4 separate regions of the Sus scrofa genome follow, and regions 2, 3 and 4 are each linked to region 1. The links are chromatin contacts, called in public Hi-C, HiChIP or PLAC-seq and promoter capture Hi-C maps. All regions are on one chromosome and are shown on one strand. Each heading gives the region's core, a stretch centred on a gene start, on an enhancer-like site or on the middle of the called end of the contact. The rest is flanking DNA. Distances are from core to core; before and after follow the strand shown.

What was found. Promoter capture Hi-C pulls out the DNA fragments that hold promoters and counts their contacts. Hi-C and Micro-C count contacts between places; a contact is called where the count stands out from the background. HiChIP or PLAC-seq counts read pairs in DNA pulled down with a chosen protein or histone mark.
Region 2: a contact with region 1 is called in a Hi-C map of liver, with 4 times the contacts expected there. The contact joins the promoter of PIGS here to the promoter of PHF12 in region 1. A contact is called at or near these places in 1 of 47 Hi-C or Micro-C datasets (liver) and 1 of 2 datasets of contacts at active chromatin or transcription factors (alveolar macrophages).
Region 3: a contact with region 1 is called in an H3K27ac HiChIP or PLAC-seq map of alveolar macrophages. The contact joins the promoter of NUFIP2 here to the promoter of PHF12 in region 1. A contact is called at or near these places in 1 of 5 promoter capture datasets (liver), 1 of 47 Hi-C or Micro-C datasets (liver) and 1 of 2 datasets of contacts at active chromatin or transcription factors (alveolar macrophages).
Region 4: a promoter capture Hi-C map of liver shows a contact between it and region 1, with 2.4 times the contacts expected there. The contact joins the promoter of KIAA0100 here to the promoter of PHF12 in region 1. A contact is called at or near these places in 2 of 5 promoter capture datasets (fetal liver and liver), 4 of 47 Hi-C or Micro-C datasets (heart right ventricle, liver and skeletal muscle) and 1 of 2 datasets of contacts at active chromatin or transcription factors (alveolar macrophages).

The regions. Positions count from the first base shown.
Region 1 is chr12:45,172,115-45,179,092 of Sscrofa11.1, forward strand. It overlaps PHF12 (PHD finger protein 12), which reads right to left and starts at 2,641. Exons shown (of 16, transcript XM_005656997.3): 1 at 2,539-2,641; 2 at 1,968-2,387; 3 at 1,139-1,320. The coding sequence starts at 2,033. SEZ6 (seizure protein 6 homolog) reads right to left here. Exons shown (of 19, transcript XM_021067505.1): 19 at 6,178-6,978.
Region 2 is chr12:44,817,880-44,824,857 of Sscrofa11.1, forward strand. PIGS (phosphatidylinositol glycan anchor biosynthesis class S) reads right to left here and starts at 3,154. Exons shown (of 12, transcript NM_001244339.1): 1 at 3,107-3,154; 2 at 2,710-2,849; 3 at 2,513-2,624. The coding sequence starts at 3,140. It overlaps ALDOC (aldolase, fructose-bisphosphate C), which reads right to left. Exons shown (of 9, transcript NM_001243928.1): 6 at 6,847-6,930; 7 at 6,469-6,643; 8 at 6,133-6,332; 9 at 5,497-5,997. The coding sequence ends at 5,902.
Region 3 is chr12:45,503,041-45,510,018 of Sscrofa11.1, forward strand. NUFIP2 (nuclear fragile X mental retardation-interacting protein 2) reads right to left here and starts at 3,547. Exons shown (of 4, transcript XM_021067508.1): 1 at 3,164-3,547. The coding sequence starts at 3,452. It overlaps LOC106507970, which reads left to right and starts at 1,976. Exons shown (of 2, transcript XM_021067509.1): 1 at 1,976-2,563; 2 at 4,288-5,086. The coding sequence starts at 1,985. The coding sequence ends at 4,314. It also overlaps the pseudogene LOC100519797.
Region 4 is chr12:44,889,394-44,896,371 of Sscrofa11.1, forward strand. It overlaps KIAA0100 (protein KIAA0100 homolog), which reads right to left and starts at 4,075. Exons shown (of 43, transcript XM_003131765.5): 1 at 3,916-4,075; 2 at 2,952-3,075; 3 at 2,119-2,168; 4 at 1,673-1,820; 5 at 1,376-1,494; 6 at 851-911; 7 at 478-667. The coding sequence starts at 3,983.

The DNA of each region.
Region 1 (6,978 bases), core at 1,391-3,890:
GTACCGGCGCAAAGGTGGGATTATTTTTTTGTGGAGGGCGGTGGAGATTTCTCCAGGCAGAAGCTGGAGTGTAAACTCTGCTTGGCCGGATTGTTCTGGGCTGAACTGCAGAGGAGGATCAAGCAACGGGCGACCAACCCTAGTCCTTCCCTCCCTCTTCAGTCTCTCCCCTCCCCTCGCTTTCAGTCGGGAGGGGGTGGGAAGCGCACAGCTTTCCAGCTCTCCGCTCCTTAAAACGCTCTCGCGGAGCCACCGCACATAATCCTGCCCCGGCAGCAGAGAATTTTGCAGCGAAGGGTTCGCCGATCCGGAGCGGAGAAGTGAAATCCGCGCCCAAGGGCAATTTTAATTGTCTAACCCGGCCCGATTTCCTAAGAGGCGGCAGCGCGGGGAGGGGAGGGAAGAGGGAGGCAGCTCCGAGAGGCAACAGGGGGCAAGCGGCGGCAGAGAAAGGGGACCAAAGCGGCAAGATCTCAGCCCCGGCCCCGGAGAAGCTTCTGCAGAAAGGACTCCGAGGCTACCACCACCGTTCCCCGGGAGACGTTTGAAAATCATATATGCAGCCAAAATGGCGCTGAGAATAAAAATATAATTTAAAGGCAGGTCGCCATATTGTAAACAGAGAGGCACAGAAGAGGCGGACTCGAGAGACACCCTCCATGATTTCTTCCACGGCCCAGAGCGCCCGGGCGCCGGGTCCGGCGGGCCTGGACCAGGGCGGCCAAGGGCTCCTGCGCACCCACCCCGAGGACAGCCCAGCCCGGCAGCAGCCCGAGGGCGGCGGGCGCGCGGGCAGGAGAGCGGCGCAGGGCCCGGAGCTCCTCCCCTTCCTCCCCCGCCACCGCCGGCCGAGCCCTGCCGGCTCGGTCCCGGCTCCCCAGCGACTTCCAATCCCAGATGGGGCTCTCCTCACTCCTCCCAACCCCCACCTCGGGGTCCGGACCCACCGCTGCTCCTCCCCCTCGAACGGCCGGATCCGGGCAGCACCTGGGGGCGGGGAGGCGCTCGCCCCAGCGGCTGCAGAAAGTCAGCTAGCGGCTGCAAACGCCCGTTATTTCGGCAGGCTGGGGTAGGCCGGGTGAAGGAATGTGCCGAGAAGGGTCCTTCAAGGGGCTACAGAGGGGTCCCCAGACCTTACCAGCACTGGAGGTGGAAGGCGGCCGGGCAGTGATCACAGCACAGGAGATCCCCCCCTTCTTTGCAGCTATCGCAGCTGTCGTGGTTGGTGGCCCTGCCGCTTCTCCGGGGCTCCTTCTCTGGCTTCCGACTCCGCTTTTCTGCCTCGTCCGCCTTGGGGGGAGCCAGCAGAGCCTGGATTTGCTGCACACACATACAAATGGCGTGTGTGCACACTCGGAGCTCCCGGGCGGTCCGTCGCCCCCCCGGCGCAGCTTCTCTGTCACCCACCCTTCTCCCCCCTTTTGTCCTTCTTCCTCCCATCCAGGCTGCTCCCAGAACCTCTCAGCCCCCGGAACAGGGGAGCCCACCCTAACCGCGTTCCTGCAGCACAACAACGAGAACGGCTTCTTCCAAATGGGGAGGATCAGGGTAGGGGGGATGGGGAGAGGGTGTGCGGTTCCCTTCTCGCCACTTCCTTGTATGGACAGTGGGGGACTCCAAAGCGAGGCTCGGGAGAGGCCTGAAGCTCGGTACCCGGACGTGCTGGGGGAAGCACAAAGGGGCCGACAAGAAGGGGGTGGGGAGGCCCGCCGGTGCAACGCGATGGAGTGGGTTGGCGCTTCGGGAGAGCGAATCGAGGGCGGCGGGTAGGTGAAACTGCTGCAAACGTCCTCGGCGGCTGAGCTCAGCCCCCCGAGTTGCAAAGATGGGAGGGAGCGTCTGGGTGAGAAGAGCCCCCCCCCTTCCCCGGCCCTCTTGCGCTGCGAGCTCAGGACCGGCTTTGTGGGGCGGAGGGCGGAGGTTCTCTACTGGCGCTAGGGAAAAGAAATGAGGAGGGCCACTCTTACCTCCATCAGCCCCCCCGACGTGTCCAAGTCGTACACGATCGTCTTGGTCTCCATTTTCTCCCACATTCATCCACCTCCCGGGCTGGGCGCTCTCTGCTCCGGCCCCCCCAACCCCGGGGGGAGGGGGTAGCGGGGGGAGGGGGCGCTCCTGACCCCGGCCCCCCTTCTTTTTTACCAACACGGGTCCCGACTTCTTCGCCCTGGCTCCCCCCACCCCCCGGCCCCCAGTCCCCGGGACGACAGCGTCCTCCCACGGGCCGTGAGGGGGAGCGGCCCCTCAGCCCCGGCCCGGCGGCTGGCTGCACGGTGGGTCCCGGCTCCGGGGGTCAGGCCTCGGCGGGGCCTAGTCCCACAGGCTAAAGCCGGCGCTGGCGACCGCTGGTCCGGCCGGGAAGGCTGGCGGGCGCTGCCATCCCGGGGCTGGGGGGATCGGAGGGGGGGTGAGAGGTTAGGTGAGGTTGTGGTACGTGAGGTGACTGCGGGGAGGGTGATGGGGGGTGGTCCCCGGGCTCCGCCTCTCGCCGCTGCCGCCGTCTGCGTCCCGGCTGCCGCGCACTTGGCGCAAACTTACCGCGAGCGCCCGCAAAGCCACCCGCGCAGGCGCCCCGGGATCGCCGCTCGCCGCGCGCAACCGCAGTGACAGCCGGCGGCCGGGCTCCCGCGCAGCCGCAGTGAGGGGGTACCCCCCAGCGCGCAGCCGCGCTGGCATTCGTCTGGAGCACCGAAGCCCCGCCTTTCTGCCCTGCGCCAGCGTACTGAGGTAAAAGGGCGGGACCTGAGGTCTCGCGCAGGCGCCTGGGCGAGCTGGTAAGGGTCATAGCGCAGCCGCAGGAACAGGAGGACCCTTCATCCATTGGAGTTTGTGAATAGCCCAAGAGCACCCGGTTCCCGCGCAGGCGTGTTAAGGATGCTCCCCTCTCGCCCCACAACAACGCAGCCGGCTCCCGCGCAGGCGTGTTGTTACCTGTAGGCCCTCACAAGAGTGCTTATACTTTCGCCATTTTGGTAATGATATATAGGCTATCGTGTCCTTGGAGTCCTTAGGCATGAACAGAAAGGAGCAAAGTGTAGTGCTGGCTGGACTGATAGGCCGTACTCCTAAGGATGTCGTACTGGACTGTCAGGTTCCAGCGTCAGGTGTGGCTGGACCAGGCGCCATATTGGTAAAGATAAAAGAAAAGCCATTGCAACGGAAAACGATGTTTTCGGTGTCGGGTTGGATGGCTACTGTTCCCAATTCCCTCCCGATCCCGACAGTAAATTTTAGCTTGAGCATGCTTGCCTTTGCTAGTGATGGCACCATGGAGAGCTCTCCGTTACGACTTGACCACTATCTCTGAGAACCACTCTCCGAAAGGAAGCCAAAAGCGAAGTTTGTAATGCTGACAACGCCCAGCTACCTGCCTACTGTGGACTTCAATTCCCAGTTTGCAACGCGCAAAGGGGCCAAAGGGCGAACGGGAGCGCATTGCACCCTGGAAGCAAGAATCGCGATGGGTCTGGTGGATTGTGGGAGCCGTAGTTCCATGTGCGTGCGATGCAGTGTGCAGTAGGATGAACTGGGGGAAGAGTGATTTGCCTGCCCGGAAGAGATACTTTTTATAGCTTCAGTGTGGTATGCTGGGATTTGTAGTCTGAAGGCCTCACTGAAATTCTGGGCAGGACTTCAGCTCCCTCCTCTGTGATCGCCCTCCCCTTGGTCTCATCTTCGGAGATGGCCTGTTGTCTCTGCCTGACTGTTGATGGAGCGAAGGAGAAGGGAGTGGCATCATTGTGCCTGACACTAGGCATTTAGTTGGCGTTTTTACCAGATATCCTGGGCAGGTAGCCTGGTTCACTTTTGATGTTAAGGTATCCTTAGCATTCTCAGAAACCTAAAACTGGAAAGGGTTTAAAGAGCATCTGTATTAATCCCCTCATTTCCAGAGGCACAGAGAAGAGTAGTGATTTGCATATTTCACATAATGCATTTATGGCAGACCTAGGAATGAAAAAGATTTGATTCCCAAGTTAGGACACTATCTATCTGCCTGTGAGGAGATGCTGCTTCTTTTGGGATGATAAAGTGGATAGGGTAAGGATGTCCATATGTGGTCTTAGGTTTCTGTTTCTCTGACTTTCCTAATGATCCTGTTGGTGCCTGGAAAGAACACTAAGGTCCTGGGCCTTATTGATCAAAGGATATGTAGATCGGCCCTTTCTGTCCTCTACCAGCCTCAGCAAACAAGAATTTTTTTGTCTTTTAGGGCGGCACTCCCAGCATGTGGAAGTTCCCAGTCTAGGGGTAAAATTGGAGCTGTTGCCACTGGCCTACACCACAGCTACAGCAATGTGGGATCTGAATCCTACACTGCAGCTCCCAGCAAGACTGGATCCTTAACCCAGTGAGCAGGGCCAGGGATCAAACTTGCATCCTCATGGATGCTAGTCGGGTTCGTTACCACTGAGCCACAATGAGAGCTCCCAAACAAGACTCAATGATTGTGGGCCAGAGATGTGGCCCTCAGAGAGAGAGGAGGGGAGAGCTAGAAGTATGAAAGTGGCTGAACCTCATCCCTTCTGAGGCTGTATTTCACACCCTCACAAATGGATACATCATGTGCCCTCACCGCCCTGGCTTCCTTCCTATTGCTCAGGGCCCAGCTGTGCTGCTGTGTCAGCCTGAAGGTATTGTGGGGCAGATAAGTAAGCCAGTGGCACATGCCCAATGAGCAAGGCCTTGCTTTGATCAATACCATCATTGCAGTTAAGAACAGAAATAGGCATTAGTGGGCTAATGAGGAAAGTAACACTTGATCTGTTGACAAGTGCCAGAGAAACTAATCACATCACACACCTTCCTCTTAGAACTTGGAGGGTAAGGTCCCATTGGGGCCAGTAGTTGTGCCACCTTGGAGAGCTCCAGCCCTGGCTATTCAAGGAGGATAAAGGGAGAACAAGCAGATGGGATACAGATGCCTTAGGAAGTGACCTCTTGTGGCTAATTTAGGCACTGCATTCTGATGGACTGGAGCCTCACCTCTTCAAGATGGCTTGTGGTAGAACCAGGAGGTGGGCGGCCATGAGTGGTCAAGCCATGAGTGGTCAAAACTTCCCTGTTGGAAGACTGTAGAAGTCCTGGTAGCTGATACTATTTCCTTCAGGGTTTTTGTCTTCTGGCTTCTTAGTGTCCATAACTCCTTGTTGCCTGCCTCTTGCTCTTATTCTGAAGAGCAACCATGCAGAGCACACCTCTTAGCATGGATGTGCTGGGGACCAAGACTGGGTAAACACATCTAAAAAGGTGCTGGGGGCCATAAGGAAGAGGCATAGAGGCTGAGAAGGACCAAACATGGCAAAATTAGGTAGATCCTCTTCAGCCACCTCCACGTCTTTCTGGAGCCCATGGATACTCCTTTTACTAAAATAGGAGCCAAGCCCTTACAGTGCATTGCTTCTGTGCCTAACATCCTGGATGTTCCCTGCGGCCAAGACGAACTAGGGCCTCATATTCAGAGGTTCAGTCTCTGATTTCTCTTCCAATTTCCTAAGCCTTGTTAGCTGGGAAGGAAGTAAAAGGAGAGAGGCATCAGCTTCCTGGGCTTTTTTTTTTTTTTTTTTTTGTCTTTTTAGCTATTTCTTGGGCCGCTCCCACGGCATATGGAAGTTCCCAGGCTAGGGGTCCAATCGGAGCTGTAGCCACCGGCCTATGCCAGAGCCACAGCAACGCGGGATCCGAGCCACGTCTGCAACCTACACCACAGCTCACAGCAACGCCAGATCGTTAACCCACTGAGCAAGGGCAGGGACCGAACCCGCAACCTCATGGTTCCTAGTCGGATTCGTTAACCACTGCGCCACGACGGGAACTCCTTCCTGGGCTTTTTTAGCAATACAGTGGCTTTGAGGAGGGCCTGGGGGATGTGTGCCAGTCTGTAGTTCTAGACCTAGAAAAGAGGAGGAAATGAAGCATTTGGATGGATGAGCATTGTGGTCCTAGGTTCCCACACCCCTGTGGCACCAGCCGTGGAGGCCTCTCATTTCGCATGCCATCCATTGCACTGACCTTTTTGGGAGAGTAGTCTCTGAAGCATTGGTGTGTAACTTTTTTTGATAAAATCTAGTGATAATCAGTTGGTAGGTCCAGCATGCCTTCTGGTTCTAAAATCCACATCCTATTTATCTTCCACTGCCTTTCCCTCCAAGAAAGCATCATCTACCAGGCCATTGCTTTTTTTTTTTTTTTTTTTCAAAAACACCATTTTAATAAGGAAACAACAGAAATAGAAGATTGTTCTCTGGCTGGAGCCCAGACCCCATATAATACATTCCATGTACAAAGTGGCCTGCAGCCAGCTCCTGGGCCTCTCCCTGGGACTCTCTGATCCCCTGTTCCATGTCAAACTTCTGGGCCCTTGAACTTCTGCTCCTCTCCAGAATATGCCCACCCACTCCCCTTATCCCAAAATACAGTGGCCAGGAGGAAAGCCTGACAAGTGGCTGGGGTTGGAGGAGCAGCCGGTGGGAAAGAGGGTGTTTTTAACAACCCCACTGACATCAGGAGAAGGTCTCCCTCTCTTCAGGGTGTAGGGCTGCCAGGGAAGCAGTGGGGTATCCTGCTTTGGTGTGGAGCATGAATGATGAGGCCTAGGGAAGCCCAACCTGAGCTCAGGTAACGTCCCTAAACCCCTTAGGATCACTTAGAATTATCGTTTCCACCAGGAAGGGACAGAGGGCAGAACTGTCCATTACTGGGGACTTAGAGAAAGACTAAAGCCCTCCTCAAGGGGCTGATGTCAGCATGCCAGGACTACCCAGAAGTCACTGTTAAGAACAGTTTGGGTCACTGGTGATGGCCCTGTGAGGAGCACCCTGGCACAATTTCCACCACTGTCAAGTTAACCCTGCTGCAGGATGCTACGTGCCAGGGCTGGATGGTGGTCAGATGGAGAGAGGTGTTCTGGCTCTGCCTGTAAATTCCAGGCTAGAGATCCAGGGCATGAAAAGGGCTCAGGAGAATGCTGGTTCTTGA
Region 2 (6,978 bases), core at 1,904-4,403, 350 kb before region 1:
AAGGCAAAATGGACACTTTTGCAAAAGCCTAATAATTTTCTATGAGGATCAGAAAGAACTGGAGTTCCCTGGTGGCTCAGCAGATCAAGGATCCAGCTTTGTCACTGCTGTGGCTCATATTGCTGATGTGGCACAGGTCCATTCCCTGGCCTGGGAACTTCCGCATGGCATGGGAGTGCCACAAAAATTAAAAAATAATTAAAAAATAAACAAGTGAAATCAAAGACAACCAACTAAAAAATAATTGCAAGAATATGCAAGAACAACAGCTTTTTGATAAATATCAGCAAGAGCCAATTTATAAAGTATTTTTAAAAATACCAGTCACAGGAGTTCCCGTTGTGGCACAGTGGTTAACAAATCTGACTAGGAACCATGAGGTTGCGGGTTTGATCCCTGGCCTTGCTCAGTGGGTTAAGGATCCAGCATTGCTCTGAGCTGTGGTGTAGGTTGCAGACTCAGCTCAGATCTGTCGTTGCTGTGGCTGTGGCGTAGGCCAGCGGCTACAGCTTGGATTAGATCCCTAGCCTGGGAACCTTCATATGCCCCGGGTACGGCCCTGGAAAAGACAAAAACAGGACTTTACTCAATGACATAGAAGATCTAAATAAAATAGAAAACACATACAAAGCTCCTTGATGGCAAGAGTAAATAGTCTAAGGATGTCAATTCTCTTCATTAATCTAAATGTGTAAAGCAATCTCAAAGGATTTTTTTTTTCTTTGCTGCCTGGAATTTGATAAGCTGAACCTAAAATTTATTGGGAAAGTTCTTCTTTATAAAAAAAAAATTCCAGGTCATATATGCAGAAAAAAATGGCAGAATTTAAAAGTTGTCCTTTTGCTACATAATGAAATGGATTCCAGTATCAACAGATGCTAAAACCATCAGGTAAAAGGTTGACAGGGAATAAAATATAGGGAAAAAAAAAAAAAATCACCTTTTTTTTTTTTTTTTTAACAGCCACACCTGTGGTATATGGAAGTTCCCAGGTCAGGGGTCGTATCAGAGCTGCAGCTGAGGCCCATGCCACAGCCATGGCAACACGGATCCAAGCCGCATGTGTAACTGATGCTGCAATGTGCAGCAACACCAGATCCTTAACACCTCAAGCGAGGCAGGGATTGAACCGCATCCTCATGGAGACCACGATAGGTCCTTAACATGCTGAGCCACAATGGGAACTCCTAAATCATTTTCATATCACCCAAAGTGAAACAACCAGCCATTACCTGATAACACGATAGAAACTATACTACACCAACTATAAGTATGCTTGCCTAAAAAATAGAACCTAATTTTGATCAAACTCTCAATCTAACTACTAGTTTGTAAGAAATATGGATAATAGAGGAATAAATTAAATGAAACCAGGAGGAAGCAATATGCCAAATCCAGAATATGAGATGTTCTATGAAACAAATGACTGGTTTCTCAAAAAAAAAAAAATCAATGAAAAGAAGGGTGGGGGAAGGGAAAGTGATATATAATAAAGGAGACAAAAGAGACTTAAGACGGGGATCATAACACTAGGATTAAAGAGGCAACACATGTAAAGCGCTTCACCTAGTTTCTGGTATATAATGAACAACTGACATTAGCTATCACTATTCCTGGCTAATACTAATTCCCTCCCTCCCCATCTTCATTTAACCTGACTTCCTACACATCCTTTAAAAATTGAGCTTAAAAATTACAGTCCTTGAAACTTGCCCTTCCTTTCTTTCCTCCCAGATAGTTATAGCCTCTTTTTTAAGTACAATCTGTTTCCTATATACTTACATACTTCTGCTGTGATTTAAGTGTCTCTCTCCCCTACCTATGAACTTCTTGAAACCAACATCAATTTCTTATTCATCCCCAAATCCCCGATACCTAAGAAAAGTACATAACACTCAGAAAGTGTTCAATGTTAAAATGAATAAATCCTGTATAACAGTCCAAACTGATTCCAAACTCTGAGATCATTCCACTATATCTCACTTCCTCCCCTATCCCCAAATAAGCATCAACTGCTTCTGATCAGGTAGCATAGCTATTTTATAAATAGAAGTTAATGATGAACACAATTCAAAGATGCTTTTCTTCTAACCCCAAATACTGTTCATTCAGAGAGGCATTTCAATAAGTTTCAACGAGTTGGGGTTTTTTGCTTTTTTGGGGGGGCCGCACCCACAGCATATAGGGGTTCCCAAGCTAGGGGTCTACTTGAAGCTGCAGCTGGAGCCTATGACACAGCCACAGCAACGTGGGATCCAAGCCGGATCTGTGACCTACACCACAGCTCATGACAATGCCGGATCCTTAACCCACTAAGTGAGGCCAGGGATCTTACACTCACCTTCATAGATACTAGTTAGATTCGTTTCAGGTGAGCCACAATGGGAACTCCTCAGTAAGTTTTTAATTACCTTTACGGGATACATACTCTCCTCCTATCCAACTTATCTGTGGCCTGAGCTCACACCAGAAAAGCTACCCTGACTCCGCAGTCCCCTCCCTGGGAACTCACACTTCAGAGGGATCTCTCTTTCATGCACAACGGTGAAGGGCAGCTTCTCCTGGTCGTCCAATGGCACTGACTCCTGGGTAAACACGACAGTGACGGGCACCATGAGCCGGAGCTGCAAGAAGAAGCAGCAAGGTCATCAGCTGAGTCTCTACCTTGCCGGTGGGCTGTCGCCTGACCCACCACCACCGAGGTTTTACCTGCAAGGAATTCAGCCCACTGATCTCAGAGTAAGGCAACGAGGCCCGATAGGTCTCCGTGGTCTTCCACCAGAGCGGCAGCCCCAGCACGATGGCCACCGCAGCGAAGAAGAGTGCGGCGCGCTTGCCGCGGACCACCTCTGGGAGTACGAGGAGATCCACTGAGGCGCCAGAAGTGGGCTCAGGTGCCGGCCCACACCCGACGCGGAGGAGCCCCAGGTACTCCGAGCCTCTCCACCTGCTTTCCCAGGGATTCCTGTGCGAGGGGCCGGGGCCCGTAGCTGATGAGATCCTGTCTGAGGCGAACCCCGACCCCCAGTCCGAGGGATCTCTGGCACACCACATTCCCCACCCCCGCATCCGCGAGCCACAGCCCCCCACCCGAACGCTACCGCACCTAAGTCCGTAGCCGCAGCCCCGGCGGCCGCCATGCCTCCTTCCGATTGCTCCGGCAGCCGAGGGGCGGTGCTGTGTAGGCCTCCCCCAGTCGGGAACCCGAGAGGAGGAGGCGTGCCCACGGCAGGATCGCGGCCAATCACGAGCGGCACTCCTTACGCGCAAGCGGGAGAAAACCCAGCGAGGGGTAGGCGGGGCCTACGCAGAGCCTTTTGCAGAGTTTGAAAGGTTGCTCCCGCGCCTAGGGGTGGCCGAGGAATTGTAAAGGTTTCAGCGTTGCTGGAAGACGCTTGATTTGTACCCCTTTTCCTTGTGGAACTCACTCCTAGCCCCAGGGATTAAAAGCGTAAACGCTGCAGTCGTTAAATAATAGCTGGGCAACCACGGGAAGCTCTAAGCCTGGGTTTTCCCTTTTGGAAAGTGAGGAAATACCCCTCCCGTGGCTCAGCGGAAACGAACCTGACTAGCATCCTTGAGGACTCAAATTCAATCCCTGGCCTCTGTCAGTGGGTTAAAGACCCCGCGTTGCCGTGAGCTGTGGTGTAGATCACAGATGCGGCTGGGATCTGACGTTGTGGCTGTAGTGCAGGCCGGCGGCTACAGCTGGGATTTGACCCCTAGCCTGGGAACTTCCATATGGGGCGAGGATAGCCCTAAAAAGAAAAAAAAAGAAAAATGGAGATACTAAAATGTGATCATTCATGTAAAGTGCCTGGCACAAGAAAGCACTCAAAAGTCACCTATCACGATCATTATAATCCCTATCATGGAGCTCCTCTAGCAACTTTTTAGCACATTTGGCTCATTCAACATTTTAAAATTCATTTGAATTCATTTCCAACTTGTTAAAGTCTGAATACTTCACTTAAAACCTTTGAAAATTCATGAGCACAGACTCAGTACTGATCACTTGGGTTCAAATCCTAGATTTACTTTACCTGGGTGAACTTGAGAAGTTAACCTCTCTGTGCCCGTTTCCCCATATTACAAGAGAGGTAGTAGGAGTTCCCACTGTGGACCAACAGGATCCGGGGCATCTCTGCAGCACCAGGATGAGGATTCCATCCCTAGCCAGGCACAGTGGGTTAAAGGATCTGGCATTGCTGCAGCTGCTGCCTGTGGCGAAACTGCACAGCTCAGATCTGATCCCTGGCCTGGGAACTCTATGTGCAGCCAGATGGCCAAAAGAGAAAAAAAAAAAAAAAAAAAAAAAGAAGGAGTTCCTGTTGTGGCTCAGTGGTTAACAAATCCGACTAAGAACCATGAGGTTGCGGGTTCGATCCCTGGCCTCGCTCAGTGGGTTAAGGTTCTGGCATTGCCCTGAGCTGTGGTGTAGGTCGCAGATGTGGCTTGGATCCCGCATTCCCGCATTGCTATGGCTCTGGCGTAGGTCTGTGGCTACAGCTCGGATTAGACCCCTAGCCTGGGAACCTCCATATGCCACGGGTGCGGCCCAAGAAAATACAAAAAAAAAAAAAAAAAAAAGGAGAAATAAAAGTAGGGGTAGAAATAATATCTACTTTATATAGAATTGTTATATAAATGAGTTAACAAATGTAAAGTGATTAGAATAGGGCCTGGCAGGAGAGTGCTATGTGTTAGCTATTTTTGTTAATGTAAGATCAGGCCATTACTGGGCCTACATTTCCTTATTGCAAATAATTATCTGGGTGAAGCATTGGTTGTGCACTTTACATAGAGCATGACCTCCCCAGTTCACACAGAACACACTCAACTCAAAGCTTCTCATCTTTTCATCTGCTCAGATAGAGCCAGGTGCCGAACCTACTACACCCAAGCCCCAGCCAAGTTCAGCCTGAGACCTCACCAGGTCTGCTCTTGCCCACTGGCTCTTAAACTGGCTCCCTCGGTGCCTCCATCTATCACAAATAAGAGTGGACAATAGCCCTTGGCAACCTCTTAGATATCCTGCTGGGTCTGGCAGTGCTGAGCCTTGGAGATTTTCCCTGTTGGGCCTAAGCCCGGGTACTCCTCCTCCAGCGGCTCCCCTAGCACCCTGTGTCAAGCCCCAGCAGGGCTCAACACAGCAAGTGGGAGACTCCCATCCCCTTAACCCCATTTTGGGCCTTGCGCAAAAGCTGCTTTCAGAAGTTGCTTGAGTCTTGCCTCACTCCATCCTCCTGCGGCTGCAGCCAAGTGCCTCTGAAGTGGCAGGTTCTAAAAGCCTTGCAGCCCTCCATCCTGCCCTGGTCCAGCCCTGGACATCAAGAGGCAAGAGTCTGAGCTGGGAAGAGTGACTGGGTGAGCCCAGTAAAACTCAAAACCCACCATCTCCACCTCCACGGTCAGAGGGGGCTCAGAGACAGAGTTGGTGGAGATCAGAAACTGGGAGGTTGGGAACTGGATGTGTAAAACAGACAGACAAAGTAGCATGTTTTGCTACCATTTATTTGCTATATGGTATGTAGCCAAAGCATGAGTAAGCTCTGGTGTCCTACCCTCTGATCCCAGGAGAGGGGGTGGGCAAGGAGAGCCCAAGGATAAGCAACCCCACGGTGGGGAAATTGTCGGGGCTGGCAGAGGTGGGGGGAGACCCAGGCATTCTGCTCTGACATCTAGCAAGTTCTCCTGCCCTCAGTCAAGGGGCTCCCTATCCTCCCATCCAATGGTCCCAGGTGCAGCAATGGGAGAGGGGAGAGGGGGAGAAAAAAAGGAAGATGACTCAGTGCTGGATGGAGGCATCTCTGCTCTGCATGGATACTTGGCCCTGGCCATAACTACAGGCAAGACCGGGAGCAGGTGGCCAGGCCCAGGGCTGTGGCGTGGAGTGGGTCCTCAGTAGGCGTGGTTAGCAATGTAGAGGGACTGTGCTGCCGCTCCACCATCTTCTCCACCGCCTTCATACTTGCCCTGGGCCGCAAGCCCATTCACCTGCAAAAGGAGGGGGGCGGTTAAGCAGGCTGACCCAGTCCAGAGGGGCCAAACCCCGCCCAGGCTATAGCGTCCAGGTCCCGCCCCCAGCCCCACTACACCCCACTTCCCCAACCACCGCCTCTAGCTCCCAACCTCGGCCCGCTTGATGAACTCCTCCGTGGCGGCCCCAGCGTTGTCCTGTTGCCCTCGCCACGCATTGAGTGCAGAGGCCTGCAGGGCACGCCCATAGGAGAAGGTGAGGGCCCAGGGCCGGGGAAGGGGACAACGGTTGATTGCATTGAGGTTGAGAGATGCCTCCTCTTCACTCTGACCCCCAGATAGGAAGGTCACTCCTAAGGTGGAGAAAAGAAGACAAACTGATTGGTCGCTCCTTTTTTTTTTTTGTCAGCGTAAGGAGACCCTAAAGGCCACAAGAAGAACCTGGAATGAATCTTAGGGAAAGGAACAGGTTTGGAAGCAGGCTGGTACCTGGGACAGCTGGGGGCACAGTGCGACGCAGGGCAGTGACAGTTGCCATGGCAATCTCCTCCGGGCTATACTTAATGGGACAGGCATGTCCAGGAGTCACCATGTTGGGCTTGAGCAAGGTCCCCTCCAGGTACACGTGATGGTCATTCAGGGCCTTGTACACCGCAGCCAGGACCTGCAGATCAGAGGTTTACTGAAGTCCTGGGCCCCTGCCACTTACTGTCTAGGGGTGGCCATGACTGTGAGGGTGGATATAGGTCAGACTCACAGGTATGTGCTGGGACCAAGTGAAAGAGTGCTTGAGGAAAGTGCCTGCATCTGAGCCAGGGACTGTCAGGCTGTCTCTGCGGTATAGGTCTGTGCCCGGCGTGGACTCACCTTCTCTGTAACATACTGGCAACGTTTGAGGTCATGGTCTCCATCAGGCAGGATTTCAGGTTCCACAATAGGCACAATCCCATTCTGCAGGTAAGAGCAGAGTAGTTTGGGAGGGGTGGTAGGTGGGATGGA
Region 3 (6,978 bases), core at 2,297-4,796, 330 kb after region 1:
ATTTTTTTTAGAACTGCACCCATGGCATATGGAAGTTCCCAGGCTAGGAGTCAAATCGGAGTTGCCAGCTTACACCACAGTTCACAGCAAGGCCGGATCCTTAACCCACTGAGCAAGGCCAGGGATCGAACCTGTGTCCTCATGGATACTAGTCAGGTTCTTTTCCGCTGAGCCAGGGACAGGAACTCGAAGATACTCAACATTTTTAACAGATATATATTACTCATGTACAGCTTTAAGCCAAAAAGAACAACTATATATACCTCTTAACATGCTGACAGGCTAAACAAACGTTTGGACCTGTAGGCCAATTTAGTCATAACTTTTCAGGCTTCAACGATAAGCAGTCTTAAACACCAAAATAAAGAACTAATCCAAGGTCCAAACCAAACTGGACCAAAGCCAGGCCTTTTAAATTAACTAGAATAATTTTTCCTATTTGGTGGGAAACCAGAAATTTATAAAACCACCCAGAAGCCACTATATTTTCACCACAAAGTTTTAATTACAAAAAGCATTTCTAATTTAACTATATAAAAATTTTCCATGGCAACCTTGTTGGTAGGCAGAAAGTCTGCCAGAGTCACTTTCTTTTTAAAACTCGGGTATTTTTTAAAATGTAATCACTATAGGATTATTGAGAGAAATTAAAGGGCTCCCTGTGCTTTTATTATTTAGGGTTGCCATGCTAAATCATCTAACCCTACTTGGAATAGACTCAGCAAACCCTGAGTCCTAATAAACCCAGCTTTTGGATTAGAATCTGAAATTACCAAATCCATTTGGCCCTCTCTTGCGCCCTCTTCTGGATAAAGAAAAACTTCCTCTTTATGGGTATGGGTCATAAAAGCCCGCCTCAACACATTACAAACACATTTCAAAAATCCTCAAAATCCTAAGTCTCCTTAGCACTATGCATGTTGAAGCAACAGTAATGTGACCAGGCCATACAAGAAAAGCTGCTTAACCCAAATTGTTTACGTCCTCTCAGAACTGCTAAACCCAATTTTCCCTATTTATCCCCTTTCAAGATATAACTAATTTGATGGATGCCACTTTGAATGGTTCAGGGTTGTTTCTTTAGGTAGAGGAGTCCTGCATGAGTATATTGATACCTGGGACAAAGCTGAATTTTCCAATCTGAACTCTAACACTGCCTTACAGTTCAAGTAACCATAAGATTTTTCTCATCTTTAAGTTGAAAAAGACCCAACATTAAAAGCATCTAATGTTGTGTAATTTCTGTAAGTTTAAAAACTGTTCCAAATATTTAGAATTAAACACTCAACAAATATGCTGATTTCTACTGTACACCATCAGTTCCCACCACCCCGCCAAAATGGAGAATCTGACATTCCAGTTTCAGTGTTCAAGCTACATTAAGTCTGCAATAGAAAAGCAGTTTTTCTCCAGCTCTCAGTAACTGCTTACACCAAATTTGACACGCTGGATTTAACATTCATTTTCTTAACATTTCAATTTATAAAGAACCTTTTTTTAAAAAATCTGAGTGGTCATAAACTTTTTGGGGGTCCAAATCGGTTTTAAAATGGGAAAACACCCTGCCTTTTAACGTGATAAAAAGCTTCATCCCAGGCAAGATGGTAGTGCACCAACCTCATGGATGAGCCACCTCGGTTCACCCTTAAGGGCAAGAAAGCAGGGTGAAAAAAAAAAACAAAAACCCTCGCCCTTTCCCCCATCCAAACATTTTTTCTAATCTCGCCTTTCAATAACACTGCCCAACCCCAGATGGTAAATGTTGCGGCTAGGAGGGAGATAGAACAAGCTTTTTTTTTTTTTTTTTTTTTTTTTTGTAAAAATGAGCTGCTAGAAGGAAAAGGGCCCAAGAGAAAGCCTGAGAGGCGGAGTCGTGAGCGAACCTGGCAGGAGACGAGGTTCCTGTGGCAGAGAAACTCGTGACCGGGGAGCCTGGTTCCCGCTGGGTACCCCACCCGGCCTTCAGGCACCGCCTCTACCCAAAATGTATCCCCCCCGCCCCCCCCAGCCCTCCTGCCCGGAGAAGCACCCGCGGCCGCCGCCCGCGGCCTCCTTCTCTCTCAGCTCAGCTTCTAGGCCGGCTCCCAGCCCCGAACGCCCGCGCCTCCCGCCGCACCCGGGAGCGGGAAACGCGGCCGCCGGCGCGCGGGGCCCGGCGCAGGCCGCTCCCCTCGTGGCCGAGTCCCTCCCCCACCCCAACCGCCCCCGCCCCTCACCCCAGGGACCCGCCCGGGGCCGCGCGGCCGCCACCGGGTTACACAACCCGGCCGGCGACTGGGGGAGGGGCGGCCGCGGGCCGGGGGCGGCGGCGCCCCCGCAGTGTGGGGGGCGACGCGACGCCAGGGGGGTTCCCGAGCCACCCGGCTTCGCCGCGCTGTGCGCCCCTCGACACCCTTCCCCCTCTGTTCTTCAGTGGGCCGGAGTCAGTGACAGGAATCGGCTTCCAACATGGCGGACAGGAAGCGGCCTCGCGAGGAGGAGAGAACATTCCAGCCGCGCCGGCTCTGGGGGGAGCGGGCCTGGGGCGCCGGCCTCGGGAGGAGCCGTGAGGACAGACTACGAGGTCCGGTGCCCAAATGGGGCGTCTAGTGGTGGAAATGACCCGAGAGATAAAGGGTCCCAACCGCCCCCCCCAGACGGGGAACCCCAAGGCCACAGGTGGGCTTGGGGTGACGGGTGAGGAAGGACACTTCAAGTCTGCCCCCCTACCCTTTCCTCGCCGCCTGCAAAAGGGTCTCGCGACGCCACCCAAGTCGGAATTCGCTAGGCCTTCCCGAGTTACACCCCAAAGGATTTGGGAGGGGGCTAAGTTCGCCCCCAAATTAGGCTCCCTCCAGGGCCCCAGGAAGGCAAATGAGAAAGGAATATAGGGTTAGACTTCCAAGGCCGACCCTCCGAGTCTCCCTCCAGCCCGGGCGGGGGCCGGGAAGGTCACACAGGCCCGATTGGGCCTCTCCCATGCTGAGGGGAAGAAGAGGGCGCTGCAAACTCCGAGGCCCAACCCGAGCTTTTGGAGAATGAAAGGGGGCTTCCCCAGACCCGCAGGATGGGGACACACACACACACCTCGACCCGGTCCGCGCTCTCCCGATCCAGCCCCACCCCCATCTCCCCTACCCCCCCCACCCCATCCCCCTTCCCCCATTCGTTCTCCCTCCCGGACCTGTTTTCTTCTTCGGCGTTTCCTGGTGCTGCTGGAGGGCGTGTTTCTGCTCATGTTTCAGCGGCTTTGGCTGGGCCTTGGGACTGCCCTCGGCTCCATGCTGCAGGTATTGGTGAGGCTGCTGGTGATGGTGGTGGTGATGGTGGTTGTGGCTATGGTTGTAGAAATAATAATGGTGGTGGTGGTGCGGCGGCTGCTGCTGCTGCTGCTGCTGCTGCTGAGGGTGATGGTGCGGATGGTGGTGGCTGTGATGGTGCTGAGACTGTGGCTGGCCGGGCTTCTCCTCCATTGAAAGCGGCTGGGACTCTCTGGCTGAGGCTGCGCGCTGCTGCACCGTCAGGATCTGAGACTGCTTCTCCGGGCTCACTCAGTATATCTGAGCGCGTCTCGCCAGCGCACTGGTTAACAGAGCGATTCTGCGAGATTGGCAGCCGCACCCCAGCAATCAGAAGGCACGCTGAGCCTCAGGCCCCGCCCCTCGCCCAAATCCTCTTTCCTTCCCCTTGGCCGCTGCCTCCTGGCCAACGCCACTTACCCTATGCAACCTCACAGGGCCGGGCCTTCAACGTCAGCACTATGGCTCGCTCTTCTGTCGCTTTCTCTCCTTCACCGCGCAGTATGCGAACAGCACTTTCTACACTCCTCGCTCGAAAGCTAGCTTATGTCGAGGGTAGCAGATTCCACTGGTGATTTCACTGGCTCTGGGAGCCATCTGTTGGTTTTGCACCTCCTTAGAATCTGTTGGCTTTATTTATTTATTTATTTTTTGTAAATCCTTTTCCGGGTAACCAGAGGGGAAGCTCAATTCCCTTAACCCTGAGACCACTAAAGGGACAATATAAAAAGAGGAAATAAATACATTTTTTTTTTCAAATAGAAGAACTTCACAACCCAGTAGATCATTTTGTATTCTGGTTTCATTTTGCTTTGTATTCATATGCTAATCTCTTCCTTTCCACGAAGGGATTATAGGATTCCACAATGGGGTATCTGTGTAATTTTCTAAAAGGGCACAAAGGGTTTAAATCATTGTTTCTTTGTAGATGGAGGCAAGGGAGAGCGGGAGGAATGAAAATCTAAAATCTACACTGAAGTTTTATTGTTTTTTTTTTTTAACTCTGCAGGTGAGGTCAACTGTGGAACCAAGATAGGTTTTAGAATGTGAAGAGTTTCCAGAGAGAAAGAGGAGGAAAGAGCACTTTGAAAGTTAAGTTTTAAAAAATTTTTTTGGAAAATATAGGAATTTAAAGAAATAGTCTGTTGCATTTTGTAATACTGACTTAACTTATCCTGCATTACCACATCACAGCCTGATTTTTAAAAGCAAATGTTTAGTCAGGAGACTCACTACGCAGGAAGAAAGAGATTGTGATGGGGATGCACGGGTGTACTCTGATAATATTTTATTTCTTGACCTAGATGGTGATTACATATATATTTGCTTTATAATTATTTCGTAAACTGAATATGTATGTATGTGTAATTTTTCTCAGTGTATGTTATATTGGTTTTTTTAATTTACCATTTTAATCAGTTTTAAGTATGCTGTTTAGTGTTAAGTACAATCACATTGTTATAAAACCATCACTGTCCATCTCCAGAACTTTTCATCATCAGAAACTGAAACTCTGTACCCGTTAAACAGTAACTCTCCATTCCCTCTTTCCCCCATGCCCTAGTAACCTTTTTTTTTCTACTTTTATGACACCTTATATAATTGAACTCATACAATATTTGTCCTTTTGTGTCTAGCTTATTTCACTTAACATAATGTCGTCAAGGTTCATCCATGTTGTGGTATGTATCAGCCCTTCCTCTTTTAAGAGTTCCCATTGTGGCACAGCAGAAACAAATCCGACTAGGAACCAGGAGGTTGCAGGTTCGATCCCTGGCCTTGCTCAGTGGGTTAAGGATCTGGTGTTGCCATGAGCTGTGGTGTAGGTCACAGATTGTACCTCAGCTCTGTGGTTAGACCCCTAGCCTGGGGACCTCCGTATGCCTCTGGTGCAGCCCTAAAAAGGAAAAGAAAAAAAAAAATTCTTTCACTTTTAAGGCTGAATAATATTCCACTGTATGCATATGCCACATATTATTTTTCCATTCATTCAGCAATGGCTATATGAATTTCTTCCTCAGTGTATGTTATACTTTACAATTTTTAAAATGTGGCTTGAGTTCCTATAGCAGGACAATGTTAAAGGAACACAGAAGCTTACAAGGAAGTTTGTGCTTTGAAGTTAATGAGTATCAGCACAGAAATATAATTAAAAGGTAAAAACCTTTTTCCAAGAGCAAATGTCACCGAATCCAGACAACCATGTCCAGACCTTGACTTATCCTTTATAGAGAGGATTTGCATTGCCTTGCTAAATTTTAAAGAAAGACCCTTTTGATGGAGGGGGAGTACATTCACCCAATTTTGAGACCTAAATCCCTAATAATGACATGTCATGACAAATAAGTCTTTGCCATTGAATAGTATTGCACCACTTTCCCATTTATTAAAGAAATTAAAGTGTTTGTAGAATTTAGGATTATGTTGATAGGGCTTTATAGTCTTTTGCTGACTTGAGCATTTGGTTGGAAATCAAAAATCCCTGAGTCATAACTTCCCTTTCTACATTTTCTAAATTGTAGTTGCAAGCACACCAAAAGCACTCGCTCTGAGTTTCTGACTTTTCACACCCTAGCCTGCCTTAGTTTCTCTACACACAGTCATATGAAGTTTAGGAAGCTAAGCCTTGCTCTCAGATGCTCTAGTTTCAATGGATGTTGGTGTTGTAGTACATAGTAATATGGAGAAAGTTTGTGATGTAACAGAAGGAAAAAGTGCAAAATACTAAAATTTACATACAATAGGAACATAAGCTTGTAAAAATATGAATTTTTAAAAATAAGTATGGAAATACAACAGTAGGAGGTATATCTTTTCTTCCACCTGATTTTTCTAAAATAATTTTATGTGAAATATATTTTGATATTTGCCACATATTTGTGTTTTTTTGTTTTTGGGTTTTTTTTTTTTTTTTTTGCTTTTTGGGACCATACCTGCGGCACATGGAGGTTCCCAGGCCAGGGGTCTAATCAGAGCTGTTGCTGCCAGCCTATGCCACAGCAAGTCCAGATCCAAGCCACATCTGAGACCTACACCACAGCTCACAGCAACGCTGGAGCTTAACCCACTGAGGAAGGCCAGGGATCAAACCCGAAACCTCATGGTTCCCAGTCAGATTTGTTTCCACTGTGTCACGACGGGAACTCCTATAATGTTTTAATAATTAAAATAATGAAAAGTTGAACCTGGAGTTCCCATTGTGGCGTGGCGGAAATGAATCCGACTAGGAACCATGAGGTTTCGGGTTCCATCCCTGGCCTCGCTCAGTGTGTTAAGGATCCTGTGTTGCTGTGAGCTGTGGTGTAGGTCGCAGATGCGGCTCGGATCCCACGTTGCTGTGGCTATGATGTAGGCCGGCAGCTATAGTTCCAATTCGATCCCTAGCCTGGGAACCTCCATGTGCCTTGGGTATGGCCCTAAAAACCAAAAAAAAAAAAACCACAAAAACTGAATCTGCACAATTCTTGAAACTCATTTTACACTGCATTTTACCTATAGTCAATGTGGGAAGTTGTATGGAGAGACAGGATATTCCTATGTAAGTTCGGCTAATGTTTTAACTATCACTGTAATCATAATAATCTCTAATAATGTGTGAGGAGCTGTACCAGTATTTCATTTTTCTTTTCTTTTTTTTTCCTTTTTGCTTTTTAGGGCCATACCCATGGCATATGGAGGTTCCCAGGATAGTCTTCACCTG
Region 4 (6,978 bases), core at 2,825-5,324, 280 kb before region 1:
ACGAATCCGACTAGGAACCATGAGGTTGCGGGTTCGGTCCCTGCCCTTGCTCAGTGGGTTAACGATCCGGCGTTGCCGTGAGCTGTGATGTAGGTCGCAGACGCGGCTCGGATCCCGCGTTGCTGTGGCTGTGGCGTAGGCCGGCGGCTACATCTCCGATTCGACCCCTAGCCTGGAACCTCCATATGCCGCGGGAGTAGCCCAAGAAATAGCAAAAAAAGACAACAACAAAAAAAAAAGAAAAAAGAAATAACGTTTTAGTACAGCTCTAATTCATAATAATTAGGTATTAAATGTTAGTTCTTTCACTCACCGCAAGCAAATGCCTATTTCCTCCTGCTATCCTCAAAGGCCAGGGTCAAAGGCAATGGGAACTAATAAATTACACCTAAATAAGTAGTGAGACCACTGTTTTTTTCTACTTCCAAAATAACCCAAGAACAGGGAAGCTAAGAGGCTCGCTGAGTGGGGCTTTACCTGAACCAGGAACAGGCTTAGGTGCCAGGCCTGGGCCCTGGCGCAGCAGCTGACTATGGAAGAGGCCCTCGTGCAGTTCAGCATGGAGTGTCCACACATCCACAGTGATCGCCTTCAGCTGCCAGCTGCTGATACCCACCTCTAGACACAGCTCTAGGGCAAGTGAGAGCTCTGCTAGGCAGGTGTCCTCCTACAGGAAAGATAAGCCTCTAAGGTATGAATGTGTAGGGAGTTTGGGGTCAAAATGCAGTGATCTGGAACAGGTTCTTGAGGGAATCCCATAGGACACAGAATCTAGAATGGAAGCCCTAAGCTCCTTCATTTCTTATGCCCATTAGAAAAGAAGACATCTGAATGACCATGGCATACTCACCAACTGGCCACTCTTTAGAACTTTGCTGTTGATCTGACTTAGGCTCACCCCACATTTCAGCCTGGGAAAGGAAAAAAATTAAGAGCACTTGGTCCCTCTTCTCACCCTTTACCTTCAATCAAGGTTTGTTGGCTGGAGGGCACAAGGCAAGCAGAAATGCCTAATCTTAATTTCTCCTCAAATTACACAAAATGAGAACTTGATGCCTTGGTAAGAAAGCCCTGGAGTTCCTGCTGTGGTACAGCAGGTTAAGGATCCAGCGTTGTCTCTGTAGCACGGTGGGTCTGATTCTGGCCCCGCACACTGAGTTAAGGATCCAGTGTTGCTGCAGTTGCAGCATAAGTTGCAGCTGCAGTCTGCACTCAATTCCCTGGCTTGGGAGCTTCCATAAGCTACAGGTGTGGCCAAAAAAAATGAGGGGGGGCAAACAAAAAAACCCAAAAAATCTCGCTCTGACATCTACCCACCCTGAAACAACTATAAGGCAAATACCAAACTTTCTTCTACCCTTCTACCCATACTTACCTCTTCCCATCACTATCCAAAAGAAAGCTGCAATCTCTGATCTGAATGTGCCACAATGACTCAGAAGTGGCCACCTTGAGAACCATGATGTTTACAGAATCTACATGAATGGAAAATAGCTGGAAGGAAGATGCAAACACAAAAAATAATTAACAGTCAAGGCAATGCTCTTCTTTTACAGTGGAAAAAGAGTTAGGAAGCAGCTCTCACAGTAGAAAATACAGGAGAAAAATCCACCTACGACTTCAAAGCCAACCACCTCTACTTCAGTCCAGGAAAGTGGGAAAGTAGTCTCACCTGGCAAAAGATCTTCAGTAAGGATGGGCTGAAGGACAGCTCCTTTTGGTGTACCCCAGCATTCTGGGAGAATGGGGCAAACAGGCCAGAAACCTTCTGGAGGTCCGTTCTGATACGCACTTCTCCAAAGCACAAGGCCACATAGTGTCTGCCCAGAAGAGATGCCTCACTGCCATCAGATCCATCCCTTCCACAGCAGTGTCTTCCCTCCCTCACATTCACTTTCCCATCCCCCCTAAAAATGTAGCTCAAATCATGGACAATAAATAGTCTTACAGTAGCTTTCAATATCTTTCCCATAAAACAATAGCTTCCAGGCTAACCCAGAGAATAACCAAGAACCCACTACCCTCCTTGGGCTGTAAGACCTCTCTGAAACAATCTCGTTCTGCAAACCTCAATCCCAAAATATTCTCCAAAGGAGCATGAGGTGATAGGCTACTCACGGCAGATCATGGCTAAGGAGTTTGCTGGAAATCCGTAGACTATCAATTTCCTAAAACAGCAAGGGAGAAAGCTTTGTACACTAACTGCTGGGTAAGCCAAGAGCAGCCAAATTTCCTACTTTTCAAGATAGGAATTTTTTTTTCTTTTCTTTTTAGGGCTGCCCCTGCGGCATATGGAGGTTCCCAGGCTAGGGGGTCGAATTGGAGCTACAGCTGCCGGCCTACACCACAGCCACAGCCACGTCAGATCCGAGCTGCGTCTGCAAGCTACACCACGGCTCACGGCAATGCCAGATCCTTAACTCACTGAGCGAGGCCAGGGATCAAACCCACCACCTCATGGTTCCTAGTCAGATTCATTTCTGTTGAGCCACAGCAGGAACTCGAGGAAATGTTTTAAGAACAGGAGGAAGTGCAATAGCTCTCCACTAAATACTCTCCATTACTATTTCTACCAGCTTCTCTCCTCAGTGTGATAGCCTGTTCCTCACAATGACATGGACTGAACTTGCTTAGTATTTCTCTTTTACGAATATGCTGCCCTGTTTCCACTCTTAAATTAAGCTCTTCTACTTCCCATTATCTTTGTTCTGTGCTTCTGTTATCTTTCTTACATGCCCTCGACACTCTGCGCCTTATAAGCATTTTTAACAGAACCACTTGCATCAATTCCAGTATTCCCAAACTAGCTCTAAGATCATCTTGGCAAAGGGGTGCAAGGCTGCGTTAACTAGGAGAGAGAGCCACTACAATTCTTAAAAAAGGAAATCAAAAGTTGAAATTCATTTGGATCAACCCCACATACTACCCAGGGAGTTTCCCAGGACTCTCACCACTGTTTGCTGGTGCTGCTGAAATTTAAGACTAACATTCTGTATCCAAAAAAAGGAGCCAATCTTTAGTTCCGCCTTCAGCTTCCGCTGACACCAACTGGTGGCCAACCGGACCACAAGCCACCTGCAGAAAAATCCTTATGAGTTCATAGGACCCTCTCCCAATTATGGCCTCCCTCACCCCCTGCTGGCCCTAGAACACCTTCCAAAGGACCATGATTTGTAGCTGAATCTTCTGGGCAGCTCTCCTGTCTTCCAAAACACCATTCTGTCATATACATTCATCCGCGCAGATCAGGACCCCAGCCCTGGAGTGTCCCCTCCACCCAGATGAAATCAGACGAACTAAACTGCACCTTCTAAGTTGGAGACAAAGAAAGCAATCCCTCAAATCCTTAGGAACCCCAGAGATAGAGAGAAGACTCCCAAGAGAAGTCGAAGGACAAGCACCCCTGCCAGATGTGCCCATCACATCACCCCAAAGGGTCTCCTTCGCCTTCCAGACAGGTGTCCGCGAGAAGGCACTGTGGGGTCACACCCAGCCGACTCAAATGCCGCTCTCCCTGGGCAGCCAGACCTGTTCCTGCTCCCCAGGGCAGGTTGCAGGTGCCCTTCGCGCTCGCGGAAGAGGACGTTCAGAGGCGAGTGAATGGAAAAAGAAAAGCCGAGCCCCGTCCTCACTCACACCTCCATCCTCCTCCCAATCGTAGCATCTCCTCAGGCCTCGTCCGCTTGCTTGTTCTCCCCCCCACTCCCGGTTCTTCCGAGACAGCTCCGGTCGTACGCCCCCGCTCGATCCCTTTCCTAGTCGCTAGCCCCCTCCTCGGCCCCTCCCCCTCTCCATCTCCCCACCTCTAGCCCCTTCCCCCTCCCGCCCGCTTCTTTCCTGCGCGCGCCCCCTCCTCAGCCTCTCTTCCTTCCCTTCCCACTGTCCCCTCCCCCGCTGTAGCTGGGATCCCCTCACCGGCCTAGGAAGAGGGCGATGAGCGCAACCAACAGCAAGGCCAAGAGCGCGGAGAAGAACAGGGGCATTCCGGCCCCGGCCCGGCCCGGCTCTGGCCCCCGCCCTGCCGGGGCAGCCCCCGCCGGCTCCAAGCTGGGCCGCCACGGGCCGACCAGCAACAAGCGCAGGGACAGCGCGGGGGGAGGAAGCGTTGGCGCGAGTGCGCCCCGCCCCCTCCCGCAGCCAGCCAGCCTGCCAGCTGTCTTTCGGCCCCGCCCGCCCGGCGCCCGCGATCCAGTGGGGCCAACCGGCTGCTAGCGCGAAGTGTAGGCGTGGCTCCGGAAGGAGCGCACTGGGAGCGGCCCTCAAGCCGATTGACACACAGGCCCCGCCTCAGGCGCACCCTTCTGGACCCGGAAAAGCGGAACCGGGTTTACTCGCCAGGGCCTAGGCTCGCCCGGGCCTAGGCTCGCTCCCAGGATGTCAGAGGACCCGGATGGATCGCTTCACTGCGGGGAGATCCTCTCTCAAAGCGTTTCCCAGAGTAGTTGTATAGAGTCTGCGTGGCCACTTAGGGCCTGGACTGAGGCTAATGCCCCAGTTATACCCCTGGGTCATACGAAGTACTTATCCTGTCTTATTCCAGAGCCTTATCCGAACATCATTGAGGAAACCAAGGGGTAATTAAAAGGCCTCAAAAGTCCCACCTCATTCCATTCACAACAGAATGAATTTTTAACTCATTTACTGTTCAAATGTTCTAGTTAATATGTATTGTGCTGCTGTGTGGGCAGCACCATTCTGGACCTTTCCTTGCAGTTTTCAGTTTTCTACTGTCAACAGCAGTCAAAGCACTGCGCTGGAGTGGTATTACAGAAGTAAAGAATAGGAGTTCCCGTCGTGGCGCAGTGGTTAACGAATCCGACTAGGAACCATGAGGTTGTGGGTTCGGTCCCTGCCTTGCTCAGTGGGTTAACGATCACGGCGTTGCCGTGAGCTGTAGTGTAGGTCGCAGACGCGGCTCGGATCCCGTGTTGCTGTGGCTCTGGCGTAGGCTGGTGGCTACAGCTCCAATTCGACCCCTAGCCTGGGAACCTCCATATGCCGCGGAAGCGGCCCAAAGAAATAACAAAAAGACAAAAAAAAAAGTAAAGAATATTGTACTTGGAATTCCTCTGTGGCACGGTGGGTTAAGGATCTGGTATTGTCACTGTAGCTGCCCAGGTCATTGCTGTGGCGTGGGTTTGATCCCTGACCCAGGAATTTCCTCCTGCTGCAGGTAAGACCAAAAAAAAAAAAAAAAAAAAAAAGCTTGTGTGTGTGTGTGTGTGTACATATTGTACATATCTTCCACAAGAACTATCTAAGAACTATCTATATATGTTCTTGCCCTTTGGGAACAATTTATCTGGAAAGCAAACATCATTATGTGAAATAGAGAATTCAGTCAACTTTATTTTACCTGTTTCTCTGTGAAATGCAACAGGACAAATGTTCCTTCCAACTCTAGTGCAGTGATGCTAACACAGTACAAGCTAAAGAAATTCTAAGGATTTAAAAATAAATACCTCATATCCCTTTGCTCTGACATCCTCATCTCCATAAACTCCTTCAGGATTTCACTTGGGGACTTTCTTTCCCACTCCTTCAGATAAAGCCCCATTTCAACTTTCACCTAGGTTACCCAGAGTTGCTTTTACCCTCCCAACAGGTTTCCTTCCTTACCAAGTCCTCTCATTGGTCATTTCACATTTCCCCAAGGGCTCTGCCACTGTTTTTTTCAAGTTCATACTTAACTCTCAACTATAGTTCCACGATCATCCTTGTAATCTGCAGCCTCAAGATATACGCTGTCTGTGAACTTTCAGGGAAGATGTAATAACTTAGTGAAAACTCTGACCAAGCTAGAAGGGGTAACTACAACACATCTCCCTACTGTCATTCATGTTGTGCAAGTTGTTCTCTTTACTCAGATGTTTCTATCACTTGCCTTCTTTCTCCCTAGGCTATTACCACCCAACTCCCAACTATCTCATTAGCATGAAATGTTGCTTTCATTATGTTTACATTCTGGAGTGATCTCAAGGGATCGATGCAACCGAAGTAGAATAAGGGGGAAGCGGGCAGAATGAGCTCAACTAGTTTGAGACCTCAGCTTACTAAGACACGTTCTTGTAAATGAGAGCGGGTCTTAAGAGTTCTCTAGTGACTTAGCAGGTTAAGGATCCAGCATTGTCCCTGAAGCAGCTTGAGTTGCTGGTTTGTTTTGGGGGAGGGTGGCTTTTTAGGGCTGCACCCATGGCACATTAAGTTCCCAGGCTAGGGGTCAAATTGGAGCTGCAGCTGCCAGCCTAACCACAGCCACAACACCAGATCCTTAACCCACTGAGCAAGACCAGGGATCGAACCTGAGTCCTCTTGGATACTAGTCAGATTCGTTTTGCTGAGCCCCAGTGAGAACTCCCTGGGTTGCTGCTGTGGTACAGGTTTGATCCCTGGCCTGGGAACTTCCACGTGTCATGGGTGTGGCAAAAAGAAAAAAGAGAGAGCAAGTCCTTTAATGTTATGGGGCCATGTGTGACACGATCCAGTATCTCCAAATGTTCAGCATTATCTCCCTAAAGCAAATAAGGATTAAAAAAAAAAAAAAGTCCAGTAGTTCCCTTCGAGGCATAGCAGTTAACGAACCTGACTAGTATACATGAGGACATGGGTTCAATCCCTGGCCTTGCTCAGTGGGCTAAGGATCCGGGAGTGCCATGAGCTGTGGTGTAGGTCACAGATACAGCTCAGATCCCGCATTCCTGTGGCTGTGGCGCAGACCAGGAACTGTAGCCCCAATTTGACCCCTAGCCTGGAAACTTCCATATGCCGCAGGTTTGGCTCAAAAAAAAGAAAAAAAATCCAGGAGTTCCCATCGTGGCACAGTGATTAATGAATCCGACTAGGAACCATGAGGTTGCGGGTTCGGTCCCTGCCCTTGCTCAGTGGGTTAACGATCACGGCGTTGCCGTGAGCTGTGGTGTAGTTGCAGACACGGCTCGGATCCCGCGTAGGCCGGTGGCTACAGCTCCGATTTGACCC